Regions from separate parts of the Drosophila melanogaster genome. Here region 1 is linked to region 2. A link is a contact called in public HiChIP or PLAC-seq data. All regions are on one chromosome and are shown on one strand. Each heading gives the region's core, a stretch centred on a gene start, on an enhancer-like site or on the middle of the called end of the contact. The rest is flanking DNA. Distances are from core to core; before and after follow the strand shown. Region 1 holds the start of CG14442. Region 2 holds the start of kdn (knockdown).

Region 1 (4,354 bases), core at 1,283-3,782, 340 kb after region 2:
GAAGTGCGGCACATGGGCCTGGAGCAGCTTTGCGGTGCCCTTGCCACCCTCATCGCCATAGATCTGCTGCACAAAGATGCTGCCCGGCTCGGTGCCCTCGAGCAGAGCAGCCGTAACCTGTTGCTGCTGCTGTCCGGTGATGGTGTATCGCTGATGCTGCTGCTGCAGCTGCTGCTGTGTAATCTGCTGCTGCTGCGGCGTCTGTGGCTCCTGCTTCAGTTGCATGGGTGGACGTAGGGAGCCGGGCGCCAGAAACATGCCCTGTCCCATATACTCCACTCCGGCCAGGGCCTGGTGTTGCTGATAGGCGGCTGCTGTCACCAGATGCTGCTGATCCTCCGCGGGCTGCGGGGTGCCTGCCTCGTCCGTTGTCGTCGTCGTCGCTGTGGTGGTCGCCTGGTTTAGATTGATAGTGTGTTCGTTAGTACAATTGGCTGCCGCCGCTGCTGCGGCTGCTGCTGCAACAGCCAGCACCTGCTGCTGTTGTTGCTGCTGCTGTTGTTGCTGCTGTTGCTGCTGCTGCTGCTGGTGGTGGTGCTGCTGGTCCGTTGACGACGAGGAGGATGTCGGCGTTGAGACGACCACCGACGACGAACCACCGTGCACCACAACATGCTTCAGTACCTTCTTCTTTTCTCTGACCTTTTTGGCATAATCGTTCAGCTTTCTCAGTCTTTCCTTCCGCTCCTCCGGTGACTCATTGGCGATCCTTTGGCGCGCCCTTGCCGCCATTTCTGCCAGCCGGAGCTTTCGCTGATCGTTCGTCTCGCTGGCGCGATACATGCGCATCCTTTCGGCCAATTTGGCCAGCCGTTTGGCCCTCTGGTCCGGCGACTCCATGGCCCGGCGTAGCCGTTGCCTGGCCGCATTCCTCACTAGCCGCATGGCCCGCTCTATGTCGGATTCATTCTGGCGTCTCTGGCGATTGGCTTCTGCATTCCGGAGTAGTCGCTTGCGATACTCCTCCTCGCTCTCGCGCTGCCGGCGTTCCCGCATCCTTTCAGCATTTCTGGCCAGACGGCGCTGGCGTGCCTCGGGGCTCTCGTTCCACCTCTGCTGGTGGCCAGTGGTGGAGGCACCTGTTATGGATGCGGAACTGGCACTGCTGGTGGGTCCCAATGGAGTGGGTGGCTGCTGCGATTGCTGCTGCTGCAATTGCTGTTGCTTCAGTGGTGCATAAAGCTGGAGATGCTGTTGCTGGAACTGCAGTTGATCCTGTTGCTGCTGGTGAAGATGTTGCTGCTGGAACTGTTGCTGTTGTTGCTGATGCTGCTGCTGCTGTTGTTGATGTTGCTGCTGTACGTGCTGCTGCTGTTGTTGCTGCTGTTGCAATTGCAGCTGGTGATGCGAGGAGAGTGGTACCAACAAAGCTGAGGGATGCTCGATGAGCAGGCGGGCATTGGAGCCATTGATGGCCAGCACATGGGTGGCGTACTGCTGCTGATCAAGTGAGGGCTCTATTTTTATCCCATTGGGATCTGGTTCCATTCTTGGTCAAAAGCCGGGGCAACAACAATCGAAATTGTCGTCTATCGGGGCTCCAAAAGTGTACTGTTTGTTATGTATATATATATATTTATATATATATTTATAGATATATATCTATATATGTGTATATAGACGATGGGTATTTGGTTATCGAAAGGATGAGCGCAGTCCTTCCGATTGTTTCGATAACATCTAGGGGCCGCGCTCTTGCTCGCCCCCTCTCTTTCGCACGCTCTGGGCCGTCTCCCGCTCTTTTTTTCGTCCGCTGCTCCTTGGCGTTTCCTCTTTGTGTTTGTTTTGTTTCGCTTTTTGCTTACTAGTAGTTATATAAAGAATATGTGTGTGCTGGCGCCGTTTCTCTCTCGCACTCTATTTTTGCGGCGATCACTCCGCTATTGTTATTGTGGTCCTCGGGCATTTCTTTCGTTCCCTTTTTGGCTATGAGCGGTATTCTTCTTCTCCATTTTTAGCATTATGCACTTTATTACCGTTCGTATTTGGCCATTACAATTTTTCGTGCGTTTTCATAAAAGCGTGCTTCTTCTTGCGAGTCAGTGACAATTGGCGCCGCCGCCGCGCTGCTTCTGCGCTGCCAATCGATTTTTCACATGATTATACACACACACCCATGCAGCCGCCGTCCGCACACACAAGCACGCACTGCTAAACACACACACACACACGCGCAACGAAGCAATACGCAACGTACGTGTGTGCGAGTTTTTTTCCGCTCCTTATTTTGCTTTTTGCACAAACCTTAACCCTTTGATTTGTAATTCCATTTATTCGCCGTGCTGCGGTGCATCCAGGCGCCTTTTCTCTTGGTGGGTTAAAAGGATGTTCTGTGGCGGCGCAGCGTTAACTTAACTACCGGGAATTTTCCACATAGCTGGGACCAGCGTATATCTGCCACTTCCGATCGCACCGTAATGTCATTAACTTGAAGTATGCGTACTTGTTCGCAATCCGTGGTACTGTATCTTTAATTTAATTTAATTCATCTTATTTCAGTTGTTTTCATTTCAACAATCGTTCTGTTCACAGTAGGGATGGTAAAAAGTATCGATACATCGATAGTTGAGCAGGCTGTCGATTCATTGGAAAATGCAACTGATTAACCGATGTTCCGCTTGAAATATCGCCCGGGTTTATTTTACAATTTGGAAATTAGTCTTGCAGGCAGATAATATTTATATTATTATTTGGCTGCAGTTTTGCAGTACCATATTACAGAATATATGTACTATTTTTCCATACTTAATGTTATAGTTAGATCAGCTTGTCGATAGCTTGATGTTTGAAATCGATTTTTTAAAAATCAAGCGTAACGTCAAGACATGGATAATTCTATTTCAATTGTAACAAATTTTCGCCTCTTGGCCACACTGTTTTAAAGCTTACTTTACATAACAATCAACTATGTTATGTTATGTTAACAGGGCATTAACATTCCAAAGCTTTCAAATCTTTTTGAAATGAATAAATGCGATTTATAAAAGTGAATTAAACTATTTATATAAAATTAGAAACTATATTATTTCCAATAAGAGCATTTCGTTGATAATCGTAGATAATCGTATATATAATAGGATTAGTTCAGTAGCATGTGCTGAATGGAGTTTGTAAATTATTTATATTTTATATTTAAATGTATTTTAGATGGGAGTTTTTAATTTGTTTAATTGCTGTGATACTTAAATGTACAACAAGCATACGGATGGCGATCCTGAGAATGGGACCCACCCTTCAGGTTCATCGAGGACATTCTGTCAGATTTGAAGGAAATTTTCAAAATTGTAGTGTTATTATCAACCATTCCTGATCATTTCCGGTTGATAACGCTTTTACTTTTTTTTAGATTATCACTATTCCCTATTAAATTCCCACCAAAGCTCAGAACGCAGCATTTAAAAATTGTGAATGCAACTTTATTCAAGTATATTCATTTTGTTATTCTCGTTTTTTTTCGCTTATATTTTTCTGTTTCTGTTTTCACTTTCTTGGTGTTGTGTTTTGTTTGTTGATTTTTCTTGTTGTGTGTTGTCATTGTTAGTGTACACGAATATTACAATACACAAAAATGTATCTCAATCTTATGTCTTAAGGCAAAAAACAATTGATAAACGTATTTAGACAGGAGAAAAACAATTTGAAATTTCGACTAGAACTTAATGGTTACACTTTATTAATAATAATTAGCATAATATATATATATACATATGTATATATATGTATATATAAATATATATCATGTATATATCATGTGGGCCCGCGCGGAAGGACATGGGCGTGGGAAGAGGCTGAGGATATGGATAAGGATAAGGTCTAGGAAAAGTGGGCGGTTGGATGTTGGCTGGGGAAGGGAGGAAGGATTGCGTGCTTTAACAAATATTGCGTTATGTGCCTGGCTACGGATCATGTGTGTATGCTCCAACTATATATGTATATATATATATATATATATATAAATTTGTATATATACATATATTTATGTGGGAGCTGCCGAGTGTGTGTATATTATCCTTATGTGAGTGGCGCTGTCCGTTTTGGGTTACATGCCTTTACCAACTTACACACACATATGGGGGTTGTTCGTCACTAGGGTGCCTCAGTTGTTGTGGAAAAATACGATTTTTGAATGTTATAGCAAGTTTCGCCCGAGGATTTCCTCGAAAGGCACTTGTTGCCTCGTCCATCCGCGATGCTCAGTAATTATTTTAATATTTAGTTTTTCGGGTTTCTTTTTGTTAAGCTTGGGAGGTGTACCTCCAGTCGTTGGCGATTTTCCCTCCGTTTTTTTTTTTTTTTTATTTACAGTGAGGCACCCTGGCGCTGTAAGCTTCCTTTTTCCTGGGGGAGTGGGGGA
Region 2 (4,475 bases), core at 1,250-3,749:
TGCGGCAGAGGAACGAGATCTCCACCGATGAACGCAAGTGCAAAGTGTGCAGCAAGGTCTTCAACTCGGTTGCCTACCTCAAGGAGCATATGATGCGGCACACGGGCGAGCAGCCCTTCCGCTGCACCCGCTGCTATCGCAAGTTCGTCGAGGAGAGCAAATTTACCGCCCACATGGAGTCGCACAAGCACCAGGACAAGCTCGAGGCCGAAGCGGTGGCCCTGGCCGCCCAGCACGGCGGCAAGAAGGTGGTCGTCAAGGAGTTCCAGTGCGCCTTCTGCTCGCAGAACTTCACCGTCGTCTTCGATGTTGGCCAGGTGAAGAGACGCTATGCCTGCGACGCCTGCCGCGATAAGTACTCTAATGCGGAGGCACTGCGGCAGCACAAGCAGCAGGTGGAGGAGAAGCGCGAGTTCAGCTGCGTACGTTGCGGCCGCAAGTTCGTTTTCGAGGGCTTCCTACAGCGCCATCTGCCCACCTGCGATGGCAGCATCAAGCGTCGAAGGGACATGAAGTAGAGGCGGCCACAACGTGATGAGCACTGGCGGCGTCGGCAGCAGCTGGAGCCGGAGCGTGATGAGCAGAAATCGCCGCCGCCAGTGCGTTACGTTGTTATCAAGCAGGAGTACGTAGATTAGGAGCAGTAGGATTAGCTGGAGCACGAGCTAGTTTCTAATGATTCGCCCATGCAAAACTCGGACACTAGCCGCCCGGGCCAGGAGAAAGGAGCAGCTGCTGTTTATCTACACGCAAACATAAGTCCACACCCATATTGTATTTTTTGGGAGCCACAACGGGGGCCACTGTCGTCAAGCGATTCCAAAGGAAAGGGTTTATCTTTTACCTAGTTGTACACAAATCCACACACACAGTTGTTTTTTTTTTTATATGATTTCAGGCCAACTCTGCGGTTTACAATTGAAGATAAAAGCATGTCGACGGATGTCGATCATGGCCCATGTATAGATATATATTACTTACTTATAATTACGACTACTTAATGTTAGAGCTCACGATCACCCGCTATTGTGTAATAACCCGAAACTCCAAATACTGACACACAAAACGAGCGTCAAATCGATGTTGAATTCAATAAAAAATAAAAATAAAATAAATCAAGAATGTTTTTCAATGGCTCAAGATTTCTTCATTGCTATTTTAATAATCCCTATTGAATCATAAGCATTTCGTAGTGTTTTATGTTGTGAATTTATTATTTTTACTAAGCAGCAGATTTTCAATTAGATTTTAATTTGGTGACACAGCCAACTGGGATTCCCCGCTGTTGGTGCCACCAAATCCATCTAATTTGGCCATTTTTGAGCACTGCCCGTGGGCTATATTGCAGCTGGACGGCAACGCCCCCGGTTTGGTAAAAATCTCTGGCTACCTCGGGTGGTCCAGCACAGGATTTGGATTAAACACACACAAAGAGAATCGGTATTTCAGCCAATCTGATCTGACATTATAATTGGTCGATACTTTCTTTTTTTGGCGCTTAGGCGGATGATCTACAAACAAAAAGGTGCGTGCTTAGGCATTAACTAATCCATTAACTAGGCCGATTTAGGACCAGAGCTTCAAGTGGGCACGCTTGGCGTACGACTTCCAGTCGGAGTGGGCGTAGAACTCCTTGAAAATGGGCGTGACCAGGGTATCCTCGGGCAGGGTCTTGAAAACGGGCTCACCATACCAGGTGCCCACCTCCCAGCCGGGCACGTTCTTCATCAGCTCGGCCTCCTCGTCCCGATTGCGTCGCAACTGGCGCAGGAATTCGCGATCCCGCTCGGCGACCAAAATGGGAAAGATGACATTCTGGGCGGAACGCATCTCGATCTCGTCGCGCTTCACCTTCTTGGCGGTCAAGTAGTAGATGCCCAGGCCAACGGCTGTCACAACCACATAGGTGCCGATGGTGGTGAAGCCTGCCGAGGGATTGATATAGTTACCAGCACATATATGGTTAGATCAATGGGATTTGGAGGAGCTCACCTGTGAAGTAGCTCTTCGGTGGCACGCGGGCAAAGGGTATCTTCTTGTAGCCGCCCGGCGGTGGAAGGTCCTGTTTCGGGGGACAATGCGGCACTGCCGTCGCCATGGTGACTCCTCCTGTGGTACAAAGTATATATCAGTCGGCTGTTTGGCCGGTAAACTGGGACTTACGCTCGAATAAAGGGAAAAAATCTGTTGAATTGTCAAAAAAATGACGTTTTTTGCATAACACCAAGGCAGTGTGGCCTGACTTGGGGCAGGGTAAAATACCAAGTAGTGACGAAAATATACCAAAAAGTGGCGAATACTGCAAACGAAGTTGAAAAATATTTTCTAACGTGAAAAGTTGAGTCAATTTATTTGATTTATATTATATTATTATCGAAAGACAATCACAACAACAAGTCACAGTAGAACGTGCAAACGTTTATACGGTATTACAGTATATACAGTATTCCGAACTGTTTGATACCATCCCTATATTTATCGCAATCGCTTTCCTGTCAAAATAAATTTTTGTATCCTACATCACTAGCTTTCACATTCCCAAAAACAAGAGAAAAAGCGAACTAGAAACTTCGAAATATCGTATATATTTACAGCTAAAAGTAGTAATGTTCGTACGCCGTTTCGGAAATGGCTCTTTGGGCCATCATTTTGCCTTTCAACGACGTTATTTGGCTAAAAATTCTATGTGGGACTCGAAGTCCATTGGGACTCCAAGTTCATTCCGAATGCGTTCCAAAAAGGATAACGTGACTGGCAATCTCAAGGAGCAGCAACAATCGGCGACTCCGGAAACCTTGAACATGCCTGATATGCAGGATGCCCAAGTGAGTTTTCTTTTAATATAAATCTCCCTTCATCTGATTTTTCCATAACAGCGAGAAAGGTGACCAAGACCATATGACCATAAACAAATTTTATTTAATATTTGCCAAGATCTGTTTTTCCAAATTTCGTTCAAAAATGAATCAGTTTTTTGGCCACAACTTTAAAAATATTTGTCCAAATATGGAGTTCCATATCTCGTTGAGCTCGTATTTAAATTCCCTATCAAACTGTATCCACAAATGGAAATTCTATTTTTTGACCATTTTTCGCAAATTTTGATGATGTTACCCCTTACAAAAAATGCGAAAAATTACCAAAAAATTAGTTTTTCCAAATCGGTCAAAAAGTGATTGGGATGGTTAGCCTTCGCAATTAGCTGCTCAAAACAGTTATTCTTTTCGCTTTGTGATCACTTTTAGTCAAGTTATGATTAAAATGCCCATCTATAATTTTGTAATTTTTGCAAAAATAATTTTTTTCGATTTTCCGTCATAAAAGAATCAGTTTTTTTTTGCCATAACTTTAAAAATAATTGTCTGAATACGGAATGCAATACCTCGTCGAGCTCGTATTTAAATTCCCTGTCGAACTGTATCAAAAAATAGGAATTCTATTTTTTGGCCAATTTTTGCAAATTTTGATGATGTTACCCCTTACAAAAAAAAAATTGACCCAAAAATTAATTTCCCTAAATCCTTCAAAAAGTGGTAGGAATCCTAGCACTGCGAATTCGCTACTAAAAGTAAAAAAACTACTAAAACTAAGTAATTAAAACTACTAAATTGTAAACTGTACGACAAGTTTTAACAAAGTTATGATGATAAACGTCTTCGTGAATATCGAACTTTTTATTGATCTGTGGCCTTTTTCGGCAAAGCTTTATTATAAAACTTCAGTTGAAATATGATTATTTTTTACAAAAGTCGGTGTTTGATTTTCCCGCAATAAAAAGATATTTCCCTCACACGACAGTATTTATACTCTATAGCAAACAGACAATGTCAGGGAGCGGTTTAAAATGCATGGAAATGGGGGGTGTCGACTGGGATAGCTAATAGACTTTTTTAAAATTGGAATTGAAAACTAGTCTGCACTCGAGCAAATGTCAATTTATATGGATCTTAGTAGAGCAAAAATGCATCCAAAGCATATAACATCTATTTCAATTAAATAAGTTGCGTGGGCGTTTTTTTTCAAGTACCAGAGCAGGCAGCCCACCTTAAGTGTGACCTTTCTGGGGGAGAGCGGAAAACGCCGTTGCGTGGGAATTAGCGGGTGTTCTTTGCGCTCGTGCCGCCCCTTCCCGCAGAAAATGCGATTGGCGCCATTCAGTTGCCGCGCAGCTGCTAGACGAGAGACCCACGAAAAGAACACTTCACTTCCAGAAAAAGGAAAGCAAATTTTTTTCTGTGTGTGTGTTTTTTTCTAGCCAAGGCGAAAGTGTTTTTCTTCTACTCGCAGCCGTACGTAATCGCATTGCCATGTCGCTCTATCGCATTTCCGCACGGAAATTGTCCGAGGCACAGGTGAGTTCTTCATTTTAACTTTTCGAATTACCCCTTTGCTTTTCGACCAGTGTATCGAATTCCCATGCTTTCCTGGGATCTCTATCCACCTCCTTCCAGTTAGCTAACCGTAAAGTGTGTCGC

What was found. HiChIP or PLAC-seq counts read pairs in DNA pulled down with a chosen protein or histone mark.
Region 1: a contact with region 2 is called in a POLR2A S2P HiChIP or PLAC-seq map of the Kc167 cell line, with 2.5 times the contacts expected there. The contact joins the promoter of CG14442 here to the promoter of kdn in region 2. A contact is called at or near these places in 2 of 107 Hi-C or Micro-C datasets (both in the Kc167 cell line) and 1 of 6 datasets of contacts at active chromatin or transcription factors (the Kc167 cell line).

What each region holds. Positions count from the first base shown.
Region 1 is chrX:6,692,469-6,696,822 of dm6, forward strand. It overlaps CG14442, which reads right to left and starts at 2,533. Exons shown (of 2, transcript NM_132114.2): 1 at 1-2,533. The coding sequence starts at 1,488. CG14440 reads right to left here. Exons shown (of 1, transcript NM_132115.3): 1 at 3,398-4,354.
Region 2 is chrX:6,348,130-6,352,604 of dm6, forward strand. It overlaps kdn (knockdown), which reads left to right and starts at 2,500. Exons shown (of 3, transcript NM_167072.2): 1 at 2,500-2,825. The coding sequence starts at 2,607. ND-B16.6 (NADH dehydrogenase (ubiquinone) B16.6 subunit) reads right to left here and starts at 2,272. Exons shown (of 3, transcript NM_001316630.1): 1 at 2,164-2,272; 2 at 1,993-2,109; 3 at 887-1,925. The coding sequence starts at 2,098. The coding sequence ends at 1,567. It overlaps CG3847, which reads left to right. Exons shown (of 1, transcript NM_132089.4): 1 at 1-1,107. The coding sequence ends at 518.